Linked DNA regions of Sus scrofa: all the other regions are linked to region 2. The links are chromatin contacts, called in public Hi-C and promoter capture Hi-C maps. All regions are on one chromosome and are shown on one strand. The core of a region is the stretch at or near the end of the contact, and the rest is flanking DNA. Distances in the headings are between cores, read along the strand shown. Region 1 holds the start of SMARCC1 (SWI/SNF complex subunit SMARCC1). Region 2 holds the start of ELP6 (elongator complex protein 6). Region 3 holds the start of PTPN23 (tyrosine-protein phosphatase non-receptor type 23).

The links. Promoter capture Hi-C pulls out the DNA fragments that hold promoters and counts their contacts. Hi-C and Micro-C count contacts between places; a contact is called where the count stands out from the background.
Region 1: a promoter capture Hi-C map of fetal skeletal muscle shows a contact between it and region 2, with 2.6 times the contacts expected there. The contact joins the promoter of SMARCC1 here to the promoter of ELP6 in region 2. A contact is called at or near these places in 1 of 5 promoter capture datasets (fetal skeletal muscle), 2 of 47 Hi-C or Micro-C datasets (adipose tissue and embryonic fibroblasts) and 1 of 2 datasets of contacts at active chromatin or transcription factors (alveolar macrophages).
Region 3: a Hi-C map of liver shows a contact between it and region 2, with 11 times the contacts expected there. The contact joins the promoter of PTPN23 here to the promoter of ELP6 in region 2. A contact is called at or near these places in 6 of 47 Hi-C or Micro-C datasets (heart right ventricle, liver and skeletal muscle) and 1 of 2 datasets of contacts at active chromatin or transcription factors (alveolar macrophages).

What each region holds. Positions count from the first base shown.
Region 1 is chr13:30,574,914-30,577,658 of Sscrofa11.1, reverse strand. SMARCC1 (SWI/SNF complex subunit SMARCC1) reads left to right here and starts at 1,389. Exons shown (of 29, transcript XM_021068731.1): 1 at 1,389-1,436; 2 at 1,439-1,603. The coding sequence starts at 1,404.
Region 2 is chr13:30,340,603-30,343,501 of Sscrofa11.1, reverse strand. It overlaps ELP6 (elongator complex protein 6), which reads left to right and starts at 1,550. Exons shown (of 7, transcript XM_003358419.4): 1 at 1,550-2,361. The coding sequence starts at 2,110.
Region 3 is chr13:30,189,119-30,192,139 of Sscrofa11.1, reverse strand. PTPN23 (tyrosine-protein phosphatase non-receptor type 23) reads right to left here and starts at 1,481. Exons shown (of 25, transcript XM_021068730.1): 1 at 1,206-1,481. The coding sequence starts at 1,289.

The DNA of each region.
Region 1 (2,745 bases), core at 140-2,639, 230 kb before region 2:
ACACCACAGCTCACGGCAACGCCAGATCCTTAACCCCCTGATCGAGGCCAGGGATCGAACCCACAACTTCATGGTTCCTAGTCGGATTCCCTTCCCCTGTGCCACGATGGGAACTCCCTCCCTGATCACATTCTATTCATTCTTAAAAGTTGGTCTCAAAAAACTCGCCAGACTTTTCTCGAAATTAGTCACTTGCTGTTCTGAGGTCAGCTAGCACTGTGTTCAAAACTCCATAATGGCCAATAACACTTCGCTAATAACTTAAATCCCTTCTGCTTCTTTGTGGTTCATTCATTCATCTAATATTTATTGTACATTTGTTAAATAACAGGCCCTGTTCCCAGCACTGAACCTGTGAACAGGTAAAGTTTAGGCTCTCATGTAATTTCTCTGAGAAGAAAATAAAGACCAACTATGCAGAGAATGTCAAATGAGTATGATTGTTCAAGATTGTACAAAAAGTTCCCTAGTGGCACACTCTGTTAAGGATTTGGTGTTGCTGCAGCTGTGGTTCAGGTCTCGGGTTCAATCCCTGGACAGTTAACTTCCACATGCCGCTGATACAAAAAAACAAAAACTTAAGATTGTATGGTCAATACAGAAAAAAAACAACAAATTATAAACCTGCCACTCAGAAATTAAAAAAATAAAAAAAAGATTGTAATGGTCAGGGGTTGCTTTTGTGAAATACGAATTTGAAAGCGCCTAAGTGACAATTAGAGGGGAAGAGGTGTCCAGGTCGTGGGGACAACTGGTGCAAGGGCCCCGAGGCAGGGACAAGTTGGTGTGGCTGAAGCCTTGATAGGGTGTAAGATGTAGATGTGTCAAGTCGAAGAATGGTCGAAGGTAGTCGTCCCATGTGAGTGTTTTGTAAAGGCCGACAAGGTCACTTCGTGAAGAAAGTCTGAGGGCAAGTGGGGGCAGGCAGAGATTCCCACCTGGACTGTGGGTTCCTCCGCCGGCATGCGACACCGCATATAGGCTCTCCCTTGGAACATCTCACACCATCCCTTTTCTCCGGGCGGTTACAGTCGATTACAAAGAATCTCCGTGCCCCTGTAGACTGCATAACGACTCGACAAAGGGAACCAGGAAACTGCCAGAGGCACAGAAAGCGAGTCTAGGTGGCGGAGAGGATGCGCAGGCAGCCCCAGATGACGGAAGGGGCGGGTGGATTTGTTCTGCGGCTGGCCTGGCGTGAGTGCTGCGCATGCGTGTGCGCGTGCCCTTGTCGGTTAGGGCGCCGGTCCGGAGAAGGGGCGGGGTCGGGTATCTGTGCCGGAAGGAGGCTGGTTGGGCGGGGCCGGGAGGCGGCGGTGGCGGCTGCGCGCGCGCGCGCGTGCGAACGGGGAATACCGCGAGGGCCGGGGCGGGCGAGGCGGTGGGGACGACGGACGGCGACCATGGCCGCGGCGGCGGGCGGCGGCGGGGGGGGCTGGGGGCGGCGGCGGGCGTCGCGGGCACGGGAGGCGTGGCGGCGGCGGCTGGCCTGGCTGTTTATCGGCGGAAGGACGGCGGCCCGGCCAGCAAGTTTTGGGAGAGCCCGGAGACGGTGTCCCAGCTGGATTCGGTGCGGGTCTGGCTGGGCAAGCACTACAAGAAGGTAGGTTCGCGCGCCCGTAGGGCGGGGAGGCCACGAGAAGGGGGCCGGGGGCGGCTGGTGGCCTCGCGGGCCTCGGGCCGCCCCTCCCCCCGCGCGCCACGAGGGACAACAAAGGCAGGAGCCTGGACCACCACGCCCCCGCGGTGCGCTCTCGGCGCCAGCGCGCTCTGGGCTCCGCCGGCCCTCTGGGTTTTCCTTGGAGCCCACGCTCCCGGGGCGAACTCTGTGAAGGAGCAGGTCGAGCTCAGCAACCCGGAGGGTGTGAATCTTTCTCTTTTGTTGGCTGCTTTAGGTGTGTGAACCGTGGTTATTAAAACTGTGCTAGAGTTGTAAAAGTAGCTGCAAGTTTTATTTAGAGAGTAGTCTTCACAGGTTAGGTGGCTAAGGTTAGGTGACCTCTTATTGAAATGCCAACAGGACTGTGGATGATTGTACCCGGACATTAGTAACAGCTGGTTAATACAATCAGACTATTGATGAGACCTATTAAAAGGGGCTTTTACCTCACCTTACGTCTGGTTATGTATAGGGGGGTTGCATGAGATAATGTTCACTTGTACATAATGTGAGGCATTCCCTGAGAACCTATTTATGTTACACCCTACTTCATGTCACCTTTGTTTTCTTCATACCACTTTTTAAGATTATTCTTTTCAATAACCTGTTTCTCCTACCTTGGAGTGTAAGTTCTACTGAGTCAGTGGTATTGAAAGTTGTGACTTAGTCCTTTGTTAATAACACATTTTTTAGCTTCTTAATTTTTTTTTTTTCGGTGGCCCCCAAGTCGTGTGGCCAAGGCAGGAAGTTCTTGGGCCAGGGCTTGAACCTGAGCCACAACAGCAACCCTAGCCACTGCAGTGACAACTCAGAAACCTTAACCCACTGCACCCTAAGAGAACTCCTTAGCTCACCCTTTATGTAAATAATTAGAGATGACTCCCTTAGAAGGTGTTAGAAAGCAGAATACCAAAAATACTGTCTGTGTCCCTGCTTTTCAGTTCTCTACTTCCCCCATTATGGACCATAGCCACTGGGGTGAGGACCTTGTCAGGCCTGTTCACTGCAGTGTGTCCTGGAACATGTTTAGTACTCAATTGTCTTGCCCTTAGTAGTTGCTTAGTCAATTTTTTTTTTTTTTTTTT
Region 2 (2,899 bases), core at 301-2,800:
TATGTCTGTGAGTCTATTTGTTTTGTAAATAAGTTCATTTGTATCTTTTTTTTTTTTGGCCCCACCTGAGGCATATGGAAGTTCCCAGGCCAGGGACCAAATTAAAGCCCCAGTTTTGACCTATGCCACAGCTTCAGCAACACTGGATCCTTAACCCACATCACCACAGCGGGAACTCCTATATGTATCATTTTTAAAGATGCCACACATCAGTGATATCATGTGATGTTGTCTCTCTGTCTCACTTACTTCACTCAGTATGATAATCTCTAGGTCCATCCACGTCACTGCAAATGGCATTATTTCATTCTTTTTTGTGGCTGAGTAATAGATGTTAATTCTATGATTATGTATCTTAATAAATCTTATATATGGAGGGCCAACTAGAATGAGGCTATGTCAGTGGTAGAGAGGCAGCACTTTTTTCTTTTTTTTTTTTTTTTTTGGTCTTTTTAGGGTCTCAACTGCAGCACATGGAGGTTCCCAGGCTAAGGGTCTCATCAGAAATACAGCCGCCAGCCTACACCACAGCAACAGTAACTCCAGATCTGAGCCAAGTCTGCGACGAAACAACCTCACAGTTCCTAGTTGGATTCGTTTCCACCCTGCCATGACAGGACCTCCGAGAAGCAGCAGTTGCCACCGGCCTGCACCACAGCCACAGCAACTCGGGATCTAAGCAGCATCTGCAACCTATACCACAGCTCACGGCATCGCCGGATCCTTAACCCACTGAGCGAGGCTAGGGATCAAACCTGCAACCTCATGGTTTCTAGTCAGATTCATTAACCACTGAGCCACGACAGGAACTCCAAGCAGCACTCTTATTAGCTGGGAGAGGGAATGTTTTGTTTGTGGCTTAGACAATGTTCATGTTTCGTGTTCATCACAGTGATGGAGCGGTCTAGTTTTGTCTTCATCCATCATAATCAATTGATGTTGATGTTTTGTGAAATTGTTTATGCTCAACAGGGAAACACTGAGACCTAGCTGTGTCAAAGTAGCTCCTGGATAACACGGCCTGCCTTCTTTTTCACACAGCAGTAATCATGAAACATCCCACCCTTGGCTAGAGGATCTAAGTGATTTTGACACAGAGGCAGCCTCAGTTTCCAGCCCAGGTGCAGAGCTTTAGATCATGACTGCATTCCAAATCTATCCTAATCTTGTAGTTTCCATGGAGACCCTGGTCTGCTTTGCAGTCCCAGCCAGATTTTGACTCGTGTACATGCAGCTGTGCTTCATTTAAATTCCCTTTGAACCCCACATCGTCATACAACTCTCTCCTTTGCTTGGTGACAGGTTCCTGGCTCTCTGCTTGTGTGCTATCTCCCTCACTACAATGAGTAAATAAACTTAATTTTGTCGAATTACAGATTTGTCTCTGGGGATCTGAGGTTGCTTGGGCTAGAACAAAAACTATACATATAAAAGCTACAGAAAAAATAACAGCAGGTGAAAAGGATAAGAAGTGCTGGGAAAGGGACAGTTTGCAATTTAAATAGGATGCTCAGGGAAGGTCTGTCAAGGTGATAGCTGAGTAAAGACGTAAAAAACGCGGGGGTTTTTTGAACGGCTTATTATCTGGGAAAAGAACATTCCACGAGGGGGAAACAGGGCGAAAGCCCCGAGGAGGAGCATACAGGGCGTGTTCCAATCATATCTGGTCAGTGACCCTACCCTGACAACACCTTTAATTCTGAAACCTACCCATACCCCATTGTTACTTCCTTGTATGCTTTTTCTTTTTTCCATAGAACTTTTCAATGTATCATTTCACGTTTATTTTTTAATTAAAAACAAAAAGTATAGTTGATTTACAATGTTGTGCCCATTCCGTGTTGATTATGTTTGTCTTTTGTTTTTCACGAGGGCGGGCATCTTCCCTCCTCTGGTTAGGCGATGTAGCCAAGCTTCTAGAAATGTGGCACACACTACAGGAGCTCGACAGGCTATACAGTCCGGAGGTCCTGGGCTGGGGAGAGAGCGCAGCCAAGGGAAGGAGGAAGAGGCCCAGTCGCCTGGTACCTTGGGGAGCCCCTACGAAGGGCCTGCAAAGGAACCACTGTCCAAGGCGCCTGGCGCCCGGCCCCTGGCCCCTGGCTCCGGATGCGCGTCGCGGCGCCTGCGCAGGCAGCGGCCCGGTCCGGGCGCTCGCTTTATTGGCTGCGGCGGGATCTTAGAAGAGGCTTTGCGCATGCGCGCTCCTGCCGCACGGGCCTGAGTGGTGGGTGTCGCTCTCCAGCTTCAGCCGTCTCTGCCGCAGCCCCATCTCTTCGTCCAGGGCGCTCCTTCGCAGAGCTGAGAATGTTCTCGGAACTCAGTAACCTTCTCAACACCAGTCCTGACAAGGTGGAGCAGGTAAAGGTCGTCAGGAAATGGGCGGGTCCCGGGAGCATGGCGGAAGACGGCGTACCCGGATGAAGCGCACTCTGACCTGTGGGAAATTACACGTTGGTCCGGAGGTGCGGGGGTGCCTGGGAATTGTAGTCCGCGGAGGGCCCACTGGGGGACTGGACAGGACTCTTGGGCTTGCGGAACGTGGGCATCTCGACCTTATTGCGCCTTCTCAAAGGCCGTGTGTGCCCTTGAGGTTCACAGGAAGCATATCCAACCTTTGGATTGGCTTAACTTCACAAACGTGTACCAGCGAGCTCTATGCATGTTCAATAAGGTGGGCGTCCTGGCGCCCAAAAGTGCTTGCCCGAGAGGAGAGGAGAGTTCCACCCTCTACCCTTCTCATGGGACCCGCTTCTTAACCGTCCTGAGCCTTCCTCTGGCCCGGGAGCGCTTGGCGGGTCGCACTGAACGCTGCTGCGCTTCTTCCTCCTTATGGTCTCTAATTGTGCTCTTTCAAGCAGCTCTCAGCCCACCTTTAGCACCACAGCTTCAACACCCT
Region 3 (3,021 bases), core at 232-2,731, 150 kb after region 2:
AGGGCAGCCAAAAAAAGAAAAAAAGGAAGGACCAGATGGAGAAAAGACCCAAGTTTTGGACAGAGCTAACAAGATTCTGGAATTTTAGATCAACTAATCTAACTTCCTGGTCTTACAACTGAGGGAAAAGATGCCCAAAGACATTAAATTATAGACCCAAAGGAATACAAACTGTTAGTATCTGAACTAAGGCAGGGGTGTAAAGAGAGAAAGAGAGAGCTTCTTGGGAAACTACTTTTTAACCAATTTTCTTTCTTCTATTTCTTTTCTCAAGCACCTGAGTGGTGCACCATCTAGCTTTTGGCAGACGCTGTGCTAAAACCACAAGGATGTCAAACTCCAAGGGCCTCCTGGTTTTACTTTTCACTTCCCCTCTTACTCTCAATGCTACCAGTGGTCCTTCCCAAGGCAGTAGATACATGCCTCAGACAGCACCTGATTCCCAGTCGACAAACCTGGCCCCATTTTGTACCGGCCATACATGATCTCGCCATAGCGTTCCCTTCCCTCCATTAAGGCTAAACCTGCCTGATTCCTCCCTCCAAATGAAGATTCAACAAACGACTGCGAAGGTCTCTCCAGGAGCTTCAACACTGTTTATCCTCTCTGAGCAGTCGTGAAAAGCAGCAACCCTCCCCCAGATGACATGGAACTGCATCTTTTGGTCCAAATGGGATCCAGATTAGAGTTCTTCTGAGATCAGAAGAGAATTGCATCAAATGTCAGAGAAACTCCAATCGCAGATCAAGCATTCCAGTGGGTCATCCTCATCCTAGTCGGGTCGTGGACTGATTGCGCACCGAGCGCCGGGCACAACCATTCCACCCAGACGGTCACAGGGGGACGCCCACTGATCTCCGTGGGACAGTCCTGGCGTGAAAAGGGGGCGGGCAGAACTAGATCCAGAGCGTCACACAGAGGAAGTGAGGTGCCTTGGTGGGAACCGTGGATAGCCCTGGGCCAGAAGTGGAAAAGCTGGTTCCAACCAGACAGCGGGAGCTAGCCCCGGGCGGGCGAGAAGAGAAAATGGTCTGCGGTCTCGCGTGGGTGGACCAGGCTAAGGAAAGTCAGCGGAGGCCGTTCCTGCCTCACCCGACCCTGCGACAGGGCCTGGGAGAGAATGGACGCGCAGGGGGCGTCACGCGCTGGCGGACGACGGAGATACCCCGGAAAAGTGGGGGGTGGGGGGTGGGAGGCGCACTCACCTTCTTCACGGCTGACTGAAAGTGGAAGTCACCGGCCTCTTTCAGGTCCAGCCAGATCATGGGCATGCGGGGAACGGCCTCCATGGCGGCTGGCGCTCCCCCTGCCACCCAGCAGCTTCCCTAGCTTTAACAGCAGGGGCTCAACCGCGCGCACCGCACCGCCCCTCCACGCCGGAAGTCGCTTGTCACGCGGGGATGAAAAAAAAGCCCCCAGGGCCTGCTGGGAGATGCAGTCCCCGTCCGCGCAGCCTTGCGTCCAGGATCAGTTTCCGTTGCGCATGCTCAATCTCCTCCGCGTGAGACTAGGGCGTAGAGGGCAAAATCTCCAGCCAGCGGCGAAAGCGTTTCTGGGAGTAGTAGTCTTTCTGCACTGATCTTCCAGGCAGGGCGCCTACTGGTTTACTTCTCCAGAGCAAAGTAAACCTGCCAGGTCTGGCTACAGCCCTTAGCGTTCTCTACTCAGGGGAAGGACATTAAAAAACAGTCCTGTAGGAGTTCCATCTGCGGCGCAGGGTCCGGATCCAGCACTGCCCTGCGTAGGTGGCAGGTGCAGCTAGGATTTGATCCCCTGCCTGGGAACTGCCTGCTGCAGGTACGGCCGAAAAAGAAAAAAAAAAAAAAAAAAAAAGGTTAAAATGACAGACTTTACGATAGGTACATCTTACCAAAATTTAAAAAAATGAAGAAGAAAGAAAGAAAAGAGGAGTTCCTGTCGTGGCGCAGTGGTTAACGAATCCGACTAGGAACCATGAGGTTGTGGGTTCGACCCCTGCCCTTGCTCAGTGGGTCAAGGTTCCGGCGTTGCCGTGAGCTGTGGTGTAGGTCACAGACGCGGCTCGGATCCTCCTTTGCTGTGGCTCTAGCATAGGCTGGCAGCTACAGCTCCGATTCGACCCCTAGCCCGGGAACCTCAATATGCCGCAGGAGCTGCCCAAGAAATGGCAAAAAGACAAAAAAAAAAAAAAAAAAAAAAAAAAAAAAAAAACAGAAAGAAAAGAAAAGAAAATTCAAGGCCATGAAGATAAAAATTTTTTTAAGGAAAAAGAAAAATTTACCAGCATCTTAAAAGTTGTTTCTGGAGGACTATCTTGGAGTCACCTTCTCATAGGTGGGAGAAATGATGATAAGACCACAAGTCTGAAATCAAGGTATCAGCAATGTTGGTTTCTTCTGAGGCCTTGCTCCTTGGTTTGTAGATGGATGTCTTCTACCCGTGTCTTCTCATAGTCTATGTTCTAATCTCCTTTTTTTTTTTTTCTTTAAGTCTTTTTGCCTTGCCTAGGGCCACTCCTGCGGCATATGGAGGTTCCCAGGCTAGGGGTCCAGTTGGAGCTGTAGTTGCTGGCCTACGCCAGAGCCACAGCAACACTGGATCTGAGCCGCGTCTGCGAGCTACACCACAGCTCAGGGCAACGCCGGATCCTCAACCCACTGAGCAAGGCCGGGGATTGAACCCACAACCTCATGGTTCTTAGTCGGATTGGTTAACCACTGAGCCACAACGGGAACTCCCTAATCTCCTCTTACAAGGACACCAGTCATATGGGATTAAGGCCTCATAACCTCCTGTTAACTTAATTCTTTTTGTTTTTGTGTTTTTCAGCTGCACCTGCAGCATATGGAAATTCATGGGCCAGGAGTGGAATATGAGCTGCAGCTTCGACCTCTGCCACACCTGCAGCAAAGCTGGATCCTTAACCTTTTATGCCAGAGCGGGAACTCTTAGTTAACTCTTTAAAGACTCCATCTCTGGAGTTCCCTTCATTGCACAGTGGAAACAAATCCGATTAGGAACCATGAGGTTGACAGTTTGATC